Linked DNA regions of Mus musculus: region 2 is linked to region 1. Evidence: chromatin contacts called from public Hi-C data. All regions are on one chromosome and are shown on one strand. Each heading gives the region's core, a stretch centred on a gene start, on an enhancer-like site or on the middle of the called end of the contact. The rest is flanking DNA. Distances are from core to core; before and after follow the strand shown. Region 1 overlaps Ggt7 (gamma-glutamyltransferase 7). Region 2 overlaps Myh7b (myosin, heavy chain 7B, cardiac muscle, beta).

Region 1 (4,968 bases), core at 593-3,092:
ATATTTCACCATAATTCATCTGTCTCAGGAGCTTTGTGACAAAGATTAGGGAAGATTATCTTCATCAAGTGCTAAGCCTTAAGTGCACTTAATAGTATCTACAATAAGAGTTATTATTTGTAATTGCTAGTATAGTTTTGGCAACAAAATCCCTACAAAGTTGATTCCAGGTTGTCCAGGAGTCTTTTAAGATGGGGTGAGCCAACGTATCGTCTCTTCCTCCTACTTCCAACACCATGGTTGGATTCTTGGTCTCTAGCTGGGCATATCTTGACATTTTTGGAGTTTATAGAACCCCTGGAGGTGAGGCCTAGCTGCGGGAGGGAAGAGGCTGTCTGGAGAATAAGGCTTGAGGTTTAACTACTGATGTTGTCTCTGCCTCCTGATCTGCCCTGGTGTGAGCAAGCTCCCCGGCCATAGCTAGGAGCTGTTTTGTCACCAAGCCACCCCTGCCTGATGGACCAGCTCCTCTTAAACTGCAAGCCAATGCAAATCTTTTCTCTCTTATGTCACACCTTGCCAGGGATTCTATCAGGGCGATTAGAAAGCAATTATTACATCAGTTAAACAGAAATCAAGCCAGAGTCAGGGTTAAGCAATATTCTTTCTTTAATTCCCCATTGCAAATGGAAGCCCCTGAGCTGATACCCACCCCACCCCTGTGTGGCTGCCTGGGGACCTTCAAATGCAAGGCCCCTGCCTCAACCTGGTGGAAGGCGAGGATTACCTCTCCCCATAATGGCCAATTTTTTAAAAAATCCTAGTCACTTAAGAAATGGGGCCAGATACAGGAAAAGGGAGCTGGAAGACAAGGCCTAGGTCAGACCAGTCTGAAGGTGTTGGGATAGTGAGACCCTTGAGAAGGGTTTGCAAGCACATCCCTAAGCTCAAGGATAGCATGGCTGAAAGAGGAGAGGAGACAGACAATCTGACTCCTCAAGGTCCTGCCTGCCTGGTCATGGACACTGATGTCATCATTCCCACCAAAGGCCTCCAGTTGGAGAATTTTCCAGTTACTCTGGGATAGGGTTTGCTAAGCATCCCCTTTGGCCCCTAATCTGAGGCATCCATGGGGTCCCCCTGAGACCAAACCTGGGAGAAAGAGGGACTCTGGGAACATGCAAAGGCGGGGAGCAGAGATCCCGCCCAGCCCAATGCTCTACAGGATGGTGGCTCCAGCTGCATCCGGGCTCCGAGGGTCCTTCACACCGATGATGAAGGTGTTGGTTCTCCGACTGCCGTGGACCCAGGATAAGACATCTACCTTCTCCACGTGGTGACCCCTGGCTTCCAGGAACTCAATCTCTTCCTCAGTGAACTCACCTGCAAACCATCCCCGCAGCATACATGCGTTAGAGTGCTGACTCAGGGACCTTACTATCAGATCTGAGTAATGGTCTTAGCTGTTTCAACAGCAGGAACTGCATGACTTTGCATAAATTGCTTTACTTCCCTGAGCCTCAGTGTCCTCATGCACAGAGTGGGGGGATTGCAGAGAACTTACTATATAAAGTTGTTTATGTCCATAAAGGGCTTAAAGGAGATAATGCATAGGAAGCACTGAGCTTGGAGCCTTATAATCAGTCAGTGGTAACAATAAGTAGTCATTCTTGGTTTGTTTTGTGTTTTTGTTTTTCGAGACAGGGTCTCTCTATAAGTAGCCCTGGCTGTCCTGGAACTCACTCTGTAGATCAGTTTGGCCTCAAACTCACAGAGATCCTCCTGCCTCTGCCTCCTAAGTGCTGGGATTAAAGGCATGCACCACCACCGCTCAGCCTAAGCAGGCATTCTTAAAATGGCAGGAGGCCTGGGCGCTATTGCTAAGTGGTCATCATTACCCATGAGGATTACTGCATGGCCTACTTAATGCTCACCCAGCCCTGCCTTCTTTTTAGCTCTACACAGGAGCCAAAGGGGCTCTTCTCCCACTCAAAACCCTCCAACAGCTCTGACAGGTCGTAAAATAAAAGTCAACGTCCACCTAAGCCCCTAGGGCCCACCTAAGCCTCTAGGGCCCGCCAGTCCCTTTCTAAAGTCTTCTCCTGAGTTCCTTCTGGTCTCCACTTTGCTTAACTGTTCTGGCCTTACTGGAATCCTCTCTGTCTCTCCAGCCACACTGGCAACCTTACTGTCTCTCCAGGACAGGCCTTTGTACCCAATATTGTTTCAGTTTAGAATGCTTTCCCCTTGATGGTCACACAGTTGGCTCCTTTACGTCATTCCTGTTCTTGGTCAAAGGCACATCTTTGAGACTTTCCCCAACATCTAGAATATCAGTCTCTGTCAGGATTATCCTGCTTTCTTTCCCCTTTCTCTTCTTTTTGAAATGGGAGTCTTATGTAGCCATGGCTGACCTCAGACTCACTATGTCCCTAGGTAGCCAAAGATGACCTTGAACTTCTGGTCCTCCTACCTCCACTGTCCAAGGGCAAGCACCACTAGGTCAAGTTTTTATTGTACTTGGGTAGAACCTAGTGCCTCGTTCTGAGCAAGCACCTACCAACTGACTTCATTCCTAGTCATATCCTGCTATTCTATTCTGTTTGTTCTGTTCTGTTTTGTTTGTTTGAGAGAGTGTCTCATTGTGGCCTGGAAGTTCTCTGTAGACCAGGCTGGACATGAACTCACAGAGATGTGCCTGCTTCTACCTCTTGAGTGCTGGGATTAAAGACATGCACCAGCAAACCCTGCTTTCCCCTACCCCGCCCCCAAATAATTCACTACTGTTTCTATTGATGGACTGTATCTCTCCTTAATTTAAGGTCTTTAAATGTCAGGCTGCCTTATTTGTGATTGCTTCCCGGTGTTTATAGAAGGCCAGTACACTGTAAAAATTAAATTTATATTTGTGAGACTGTGGTTGGTTCAGGAAGAAGTGTATCTGTAGATATACAGAGTGATGGAGTGGTGGCATAAAGTCACAAAGGTGCCAGGTAACCTCAGGAAACAGCTGGTCTCCAATGCCATTCTTTCTGGGTCTTTCACAGATTGTCCCTCCTGCCCAGAAAGTCTGCTATCACTACATGCCAAATACCCACTCCTAATTCAAGGCCCATCCAGTCACCACCTCCACTGTGAAGCCATGAGTGTCTTCATCTTCAAAATGAAGCTTTGTTGTTAGGGAAAACTCTGCCTCCTCACCATCAAGCCCTGAGGTCCATGATCCTGTCCCTGCTCTCCTTTCTAATCTCAATGTCTCCTCACCCACCCTGGCCTCTTTTTATTTCTCAAAAACATGAAACTGAACTTGCTCCAAGTTCTTGGTACCTGTTCTCTTAGTCTACAAAGCTCTGCCCCAGTTTCGTTGTGGGGGGTGTGCAGGGGGGGGTGGTGCGCGCAGTGCTTTGTCACTCTTCAGATCTCAGCTTCAATGTCACCAAAGAGAAGCTTCCTGCCCCTGTAGGTTCCATTACAGCATCCTGCTCTGATGCTGTGGTCAAAATTTTCTTTCTCTGTCTTTTATGTCTCTGAGTATTTTTCCTGACTGCCTAGAAGTGTAGTATACCCCCACAGCTGGAATGATGCTTGGCACATAGTAGGTGTTCATCATAGACTGATGAATGGAAGTTTGCCAAAAAGATAGCTGTATCTCATTTTATAAAGGAGAAAACGAAGCCTTGAGGGTTGAGACATGGATTTCCTAACACTAGAAGGTCAGGGAATGCCAAGACAGTTCCAATCCCCAGATCTTACACTGACCCTACCAAAACCTTATCAAGAAGGAAGCTAATGCTGGTCAGGGCAGGAAAACCTTGGGAAGAGCCCTTCTCCATCCATCCCTGTGCCCATCCTATGGGAGCCTGTTCTGCACTCACTGTCAACCTGCAGGAGGTTGGACTGCAGGTCTGGGTGGAGGCGTCCTCGGGCCAGGCTGTCACTCAGGTTCCTGTTCAAGGTCAGGACATTCAGTAGAACCTGTGGGCAGGCAAGGAGCAAAAGCATCAGAGCTGCCCTAGAAACGATGACTCAAGACTCCACAGCTCTCACCCTCTGTCCACAGCTCTCACCCTCCGTCCAAAACTTCTAGTCTTTACAACGCTCACACTGACTGAGTAGATCATCTAAGTCTTGCAACGGCCCTGGAAACAGATGACCTACAGTAGCTGTCCCCACTTTACAGAGGAGGACTCTGAGGGCCAGAGAGAGACCGTGACTCCCTTCCAGAGTTTAAGGAAAAGGGCTAACATTAGACTTCTGTAGTCTAGCCCAGGGCCACCTTCCCTTCTCTTTGGATGAGGTGGGGTTAACAGGATGGTTTAGAGGACAAACTGGGTCGTTTCATCTCAGTGGTTAGGGGCTGGATAGACTCAGGAACTTAACTTCCTACCAAATGCAATAGCTGAATGAACTGAGCCAACTCCTTAACCTCCCTAAGGTTGCTTCCTTACCTGTAAAATCGAAACAATCATCCCGCCCAATGCTGGGGGAGTTAAAGGGGCTAACATACACACACAAACACACTTATCACAAACACATCTCACACACATAGACACACCTCACACACACACACACACCACACATACATACACATCACACACACACAGACACCCCCCCAGAAACATACATATCACACACACCATACACACACACACACACACATACACCACAGTGCCTAGTACTAAGTAAGGACTCTGTGATATTAGTTATTGTGATCCACTTCACAGAGGAGGATACTAAGGCTCAAGAGAGGCTAAGTGATTTCCCAGCATCCCACAGTTGAGGGCTGGCATCACTGAGGCTGAACTCATAGGATTCTAATTCCAGAGTTAGCTCATCACCTGTCCAAACATGAGCCTGCTGTGTGTCAGGAGCTCAAGGTGCTCATGGAACTGTTCTGAGGTATTCTGGAGAGTAGCAGGAGACCCTACAGAGGGCTGCTGGTCTATGCAGATATAGAGCAGGGGATGATGGGATTTGAGACTTATAGGCCTGGCACAATGCAGTACAGACTGTGATTGCTGTAAAGGC
Region 2 (5,013 bases), core at 2,344-4,843, 140 kb after region 1:
GCCACACCAAGGTTAGGGGGTCCCGGAGTTAGGGCTTAACCTGGGTGCACACGGTCACACTGGACAGAGATCCCACTTGGCGGCACCCCTACCCTTAGGTGTTCTTCAAGGCTGGGCTTCTAGGCATCCTGGAGGAGCTGCGGGACCAGCGTCTGGCTAAGGTGTTGACACTGCTGCAGGCTCGGAGCCGGGGCCGCCTCATGCGGCTGGAGTACCAGCGCATGCTAGGGGGAAGGTAACTGCGGGTGAGGGATGGAGGATAAGGGTGGGAAGGGATGGGGATTGGGCGTGGACACTGACCCAAGGCTTGAAAGGATCTCCAACCTGTGCCATGCTGCTGAGGTTGCTCCCTCTCCATGGCTGGCTGGGGTGAGGGTCTGGGTCGTGTCTCGCCTAGCCTCGGATTTTACACCTTAACATTGGGGAGGGGGCCAGAGAGAGGTTACAGACCTTGCCTCGGAGGTGGATGTGGGGCTGCTCCCCAGGCTCCCCGGCTCTGAAGGGCTGCTAGGAAGACTATGGAGATAGGACACAGCAGCTGAAGGGGCAAAGCCAGCTGCCTCACGCGAGCTGCCTGTCCCTAGGGATGCCCTGTTCACCATACAGTGGAACATCCGGGCCTTTAATGCCGTCAAGAACTGGTCCTGGATGAAGCTCTTCTTCAAGATGAAGCCACTGCTGCGCTCAGCACAGGCGGAGGAGGAGCTGGCGGCACTGCGGGCAGAGCTGCGGGGGCTGCGAGGGGCCCTGGCTACGGCTGAGGCTAAGCGGCAGGAGCTGGAGGAGACTCAAGTCAGTGTCACTCAGGAGAAGAACGACCTGGCCCTGCAGCTGCAGGCAGTGAGTGGGACAGGGACTCAGGTGGCCAATGAAACCCTGGAGCCAGACTATGGCCAGGGCAGCCCTGCAGCGCTGCGGGCACTTCGACCTTCTGTGTTGTCTTCCTACTTAACGTCTGCCCAGCCATCCCTGCAGGCCTTTATCCATACGCCCTAAAGCCAAAACTGCAGGGGAGCCACACCTCCCCTCTCTTTGATTTCCCTGAGACTATAACCCTGCTCCCAAGACGAATATGAGGCAGATAACAGAGGGCAGAGGTCGAAGTCTGGAAGTCCGCAGCATTGTTTTTGATTTATTTATTCTTATTCTATGTGCATTATTTTGTCCACATGCACATCTGTGTGAGGGTGTCAGATCCCCTGGAACTGGAATTACAGACTGTGTGAGCTGCCATGTGGGTGCTGGGAATTGAACCCGGGTCCTCTGGAAGAGCAGCCAGTGCTCTTAACCACTGAGCTGTCTCCCCAGCTCCTACCCAGTATAGGCTTTGAATGACACTTGGATGCCAGCCCCAGGCTGAGGCTGGAGATGATGGTTAGAAAACTCCGCATCCAGCATGAGGGCTTAAGCAGCAGGCAGTGAGGAAACTCTGCCTCCTCCTGAAATGGCCTTTGGTGCTGCCCCCTGGTGGGCAGCGCTGGCCTTGCACCCAACCATACCACCTCTCAGATGGTTGCAGCTCCTTAGCAAGCAAGTGCAGTGGGGCTTTTCTCCTAGAGCTCTGCCTAGGTCTCCTAGGTCACATATGTTGTGGCTAATGTTAATTTTTCACAGTGCCATTTCTGTCTCTGTGTCCCCTGCAACAGTCCCCAGAGCCCAGCAGAGTGTAGGTGCGCCAGCTCCTCGTCTATCGAGTTGAATTGCCAGCATGTGCCTCACTGGAGTTGCCTTTGCATGGTCAAATGGCCTTTCTTCCCCAGGGCTGGCCCTGGCCTCCTGCCGACCGCTCTTTAACTGTCTCCCCACCGCATCCTTTCAGGAGCAGGACAACCTCGCAGATGCAGAGGAGCGCTGCCACTTGCTGATCAAGTCCAAGGTGCAGCTGGAGGCGAAGGTGAAGGAGCTGAGCGAGCGGCTGGAGGACGAGGAGGAAGTGAACGCGGACCTGGCCGCCCGCAGGCGCAAGCTGGAGGACGAGTGCACGGAGCTCAAGAAAGACATCGATGACCTGGAGCTGACGCTGGCCAAGGCCGAGAAAGAGAAACAAGCCACAGAGAACAAGGTGTGGGAAGGGCCTGAGCTGGGGGCCAGTTTTGGTGTTAGGCAACTGCAGGGTTCCTCCCTAAAACCCCGCTCTGCATGGGTACCTGCCATGTAGCCCGAGTCAGGCCACAGAGCCTCTTAAGAACCTCCGTTTTCTGGTCCGTCAAGTGGGGGTACCAGCACTTACATTATTAGGGTGACTAAGGATTTGGATGTAAGTAGCCTTTGCTAAGCACATACTACAGGACCTTGCACACAGAAGGTGCTTAGTAAAGGCTTGCAATGATCATCGGTCCTGGATTGAAAAGCTTGTTGGGGGGAGGGCAGCTTGCCCGAACTGAGAATCCTATCACCGAGAGCCGTGGTTGCCAGCGTTGTGAGTATTGACTTTTACACAGAAGAGGAAACGAGGCTGTTTAGGTTCTTATGGGTGCCAAATATAAGGCCGCGGCTAGGACACAGCTCTCAGAATACCTGTTGCTATTGTAAATGGCTGCCACCCACTAGTCTTTTACTCTGAGCTATGTATGCTTGGGTATGAACCTTTACCCAGCTCAAGGAGGAGGTCAAACCTGTAGGCAGGAATGGTGGAGGCTCAGTATAGCGGCCTGCCTGCATCCTGTAGCTGGAAGGGGTGGCTGCTCAGACCAGCCTAGGGGGAGCACTGTCCTCACAGTGAAATCGGGCCTTGACACAGGTGAAGAACCTGACAGAAGAGATGGCGGCACTGGATGAAGCCGTGGTCCGCCTGACTAAGGAGAAGAAGGCATTGCAGGAGGCTCACCAGCAGGCTCTGGGTGACCTGCAGGCTGAGGAGGACCGTGTGAGCGCACTGGCCAAGGCCAAGATCCGGTTGGAACAGCAAGTGGAGGATGTGAGTTGGAGTCCCTTGGGGGACCCTCAGGGCGGCGACAGTTACACTGGCTTGCTGGAAGCTGAGCCCTACTCTACCCCACAGCTGGAGTGCTCCCTGGAGCAAGAGAAGAAGCTGCGCATGGACACAGAACGCGCCAAGCGCAAACTTGAAGGAGACTTGAAGCTGACGCAGGAGACGGTGACAGACACAACACAAGACAAGCAGCAGTTGGAGGAGAAGTTGAAGAAGTAGGTGTGGGGTAGGCAGGGTCTCTGGGCCTGATGGGCCCTCCTTCTCAGCCCCGTTGCTGTGGGGAGGATACCAGGGCGGAGGTCACGTCCTGCCCTCTCTGGATCAGAGCTATGTACAGCAGAGGCGCAGGATCGAGGCTCCTTAGGACCTCACAGGGGCAGACAGGTGGATAGCAGGTAGGGCCAGGGCTGGCTCACCCCGCCATGCACTCCCAGGAAGGATTCGGAGCTGAGTCAGCTGAACCTGCGGGTGGAGGATGAGCAGCTCGTGGGGGTGCAGCTGCAGAAGAAGATCAAGGAGCTGCAGGTGGGCATTGTGGCCGTGGGGGATGCCCTGGGTGGACCAGGCCTGGTTCAGGGGCTCATGGAGTCGGTACCATCTCCTTAGGCTAGGGCCGAGGAGCTGGAGGAGGAGCTGGAGGCGGAGCGAGCAGCCCGCGCCCGCGTGGAAAAGCAGCGAGCCGAGGCAGCGCGGGAGCTGGAGGAGCTGAGCGAGAGGCTGGAGGAGGCTGGCGGAGCTTCCGCGGGGCAGCGTGAGGGTTGCCGCAAGCGTGAGGCTGAGTTGGGCCGGCTGCGGCGGGAGCTGGAGGAGGCAGTTCTGAGGCACGAGGCCACTGTGGCTGCCCTGCGCCGCAAGCAGGCCGATAGCGCTGCAGAGCTGAGCGAGCAGGTGGACAGCCTGCAGCGCATCCGGCAGAAACTGGAAAAGGAGAAGAGCGAGCTGCGCATGGAGGTGGACGATCTGGGCGCCAGCGTGGAAACTCTGGCCCGTGGCAAGGTCTGCCTCCTTCCCGCCTCGAAATCAGTTTTGACTCTACACTGACCCTATCCCCCCCCGACCCCCCTTCCCCAATGCTCTGGTCACTTCATGACAATACTCCGCCGCAATGACCTCCTGACCCCTGGATGTTTAACCTGATGTCTAACCCCCAGCTCCGCAGCAGTCCTGACCTCTAACCCCGAGTGCTCACTTTCATTCCTTGGCTTGGGTTGCTCTGGTTCCCACCCAAACCTCAGCCCTTCCAACAGGAGTGTGACCCCAGCTCTTGACTCCTGAATTCAGACTTAGCACCTGCCCTAACACTCTTCTTGTCCCAATTTTGGACGCCCCCACCCCCACCCCAAAATCCTGACACCTGTTCCCAGATCTAGTTCCTAATACTGACTCACTGACCCTGGGATGGGTCCCGAGACTCCCAATTTGTGCCCACAGTAGGAACCCAGACCCTGAACCTGGAACTCGAGTCTGGTCTCATACCTAGTGTTCTAGGTCCCAGTCCCAGTCTCTTGCCTGGCAGCCCCTGGATCCCCCTTGGATGCACAAACTTGTCTCGATCTCTGACTCTGGGTTCCAGGCCAGTGCGGAAAAGCTGTGTCGGACCTATGAGGACCAGCTGAGCGAGGCCAAAATCAAAGTGGAGGAGCTGCAGCGACAGCTGGCCGACGCCAGCACCCAGCGGGGGCGGTTACAAACGGAGAATGGTGAGGCCCGGGTTTCGCTGAGCTATGCCAGGTAGGGGTTAGGTGCTGCGCCTCGACCGACTGTGGGCCTGCTGGCCCCTTCGCCTGCAGGGGAGCTGGGCCGCCTGCTGGAGGAGAAGGAGTCCATGATCAGCCAGCTGAGCCGCGGGAAGACCTCAGCAGCGCAGAGTCTGGAGGAACTTCGGCGGCAGCTGGAGGAAGAAAGCAAGGTGGGCAGGAATTGGCAACCGTGGGGCGGAGGTGGGCGCTGGGGCCATTAGCTTGGATTGATGGCGAGGCCACTGCTGTCCCTGCAGGCCAAGGGTGCGCTGGCTCATGCAGTGCAGGCCCTGCGGCACGACTGCGACCTCCTCCGAGAGCAGCACGAGGAAGAGTCTGAGG

The links. Hi-C and Micro-C count contacts between places; a contact is called where the count stands out from the background.
Region 2: a contact with region 1 is called in a Hi-C map of the G1E-ER4 cell line, with 3 times the contacts expected there. The contact joins two enhancer-like sites. A contact is called at or near these places in 14 of 39 promoter capture datasets (the 3T3-L1 cell line, the C10 cell line, the HPC-7 cell line and 10 more), 3 of 15 datasets of contacts at CTCF or cohesin (the G1E-ER4 cell line, pro-B cells and stem cell-derived epiblast-like cells), 55 of 484 Hi-C or Micro-C datasets (B cells, CD4 T cells, CD4 single positive thymocytes and 32 more), 20 of 115 datasets of contacts at active chromatin or transcription factors (the HL-1 cell line, the HPC-7 cell line, PVALB interneurons and 12 more) and 3 of 9 other capture datasets (adipose tissue, liver and pancreatic islet).

Annotation. Positions count from the first base shown.
Region 1 is chr2:155,489,794-155,494,761 of GRCm38.p6, forward strand. It overlaps Ggt7 (gamma-glutamyltransferase 7), which reads right to left. Exons shown (of 15, transcript NM_144786.2): 14 at 3,816-3,915; 15 at 587-1,323. The coding sequence ends at 1,160. Among named protein-coding and RNA genes, the nearest start is that of Ggt7, 23 kb to the right of the region's middle. Within about 2 kb of position 1,843, at least 2 of the 459 cell types and tissues checked have an H3K27ac peak or open chromatin away from gene starts, as enhancers often do. A contact at or near this core is called in the G1E-ER4 cell line, where this site is marked.
Region 2 is chr2:155,625,753-155,630,765 of GRCm38.p6, forward strand. Myh7b (myosin, heavy chain 7B, cardiac muscle, beta) reads left to right here. Exons shown (of 42, transcript NM_001085378.2): 22 at 1-11; 23 at 99-235; 24 at 585-840; 25 at 1,820-2,062; 26 at 2,741-2,917; 27 at 3,002-3,147; 28 at 3,367-3,457; 29 at 3,539-3,928; 30 at 4,506-4,632; 31 at 4,723-4,841; 32 at 4,929-5,013. Among named protein-coding and RNA genes, the nearest start is that of Mir499, 5.4 kb to the left of the region's middle. Within about 2 kb of position 3,594, at least 91 of the 459 cell types and tissues checked have an H3K27ac peak or open chromatin away from gene starts, as enhancers often do. A contact at or near this core is called in the G1E-ER4 cell line, where this site is marked.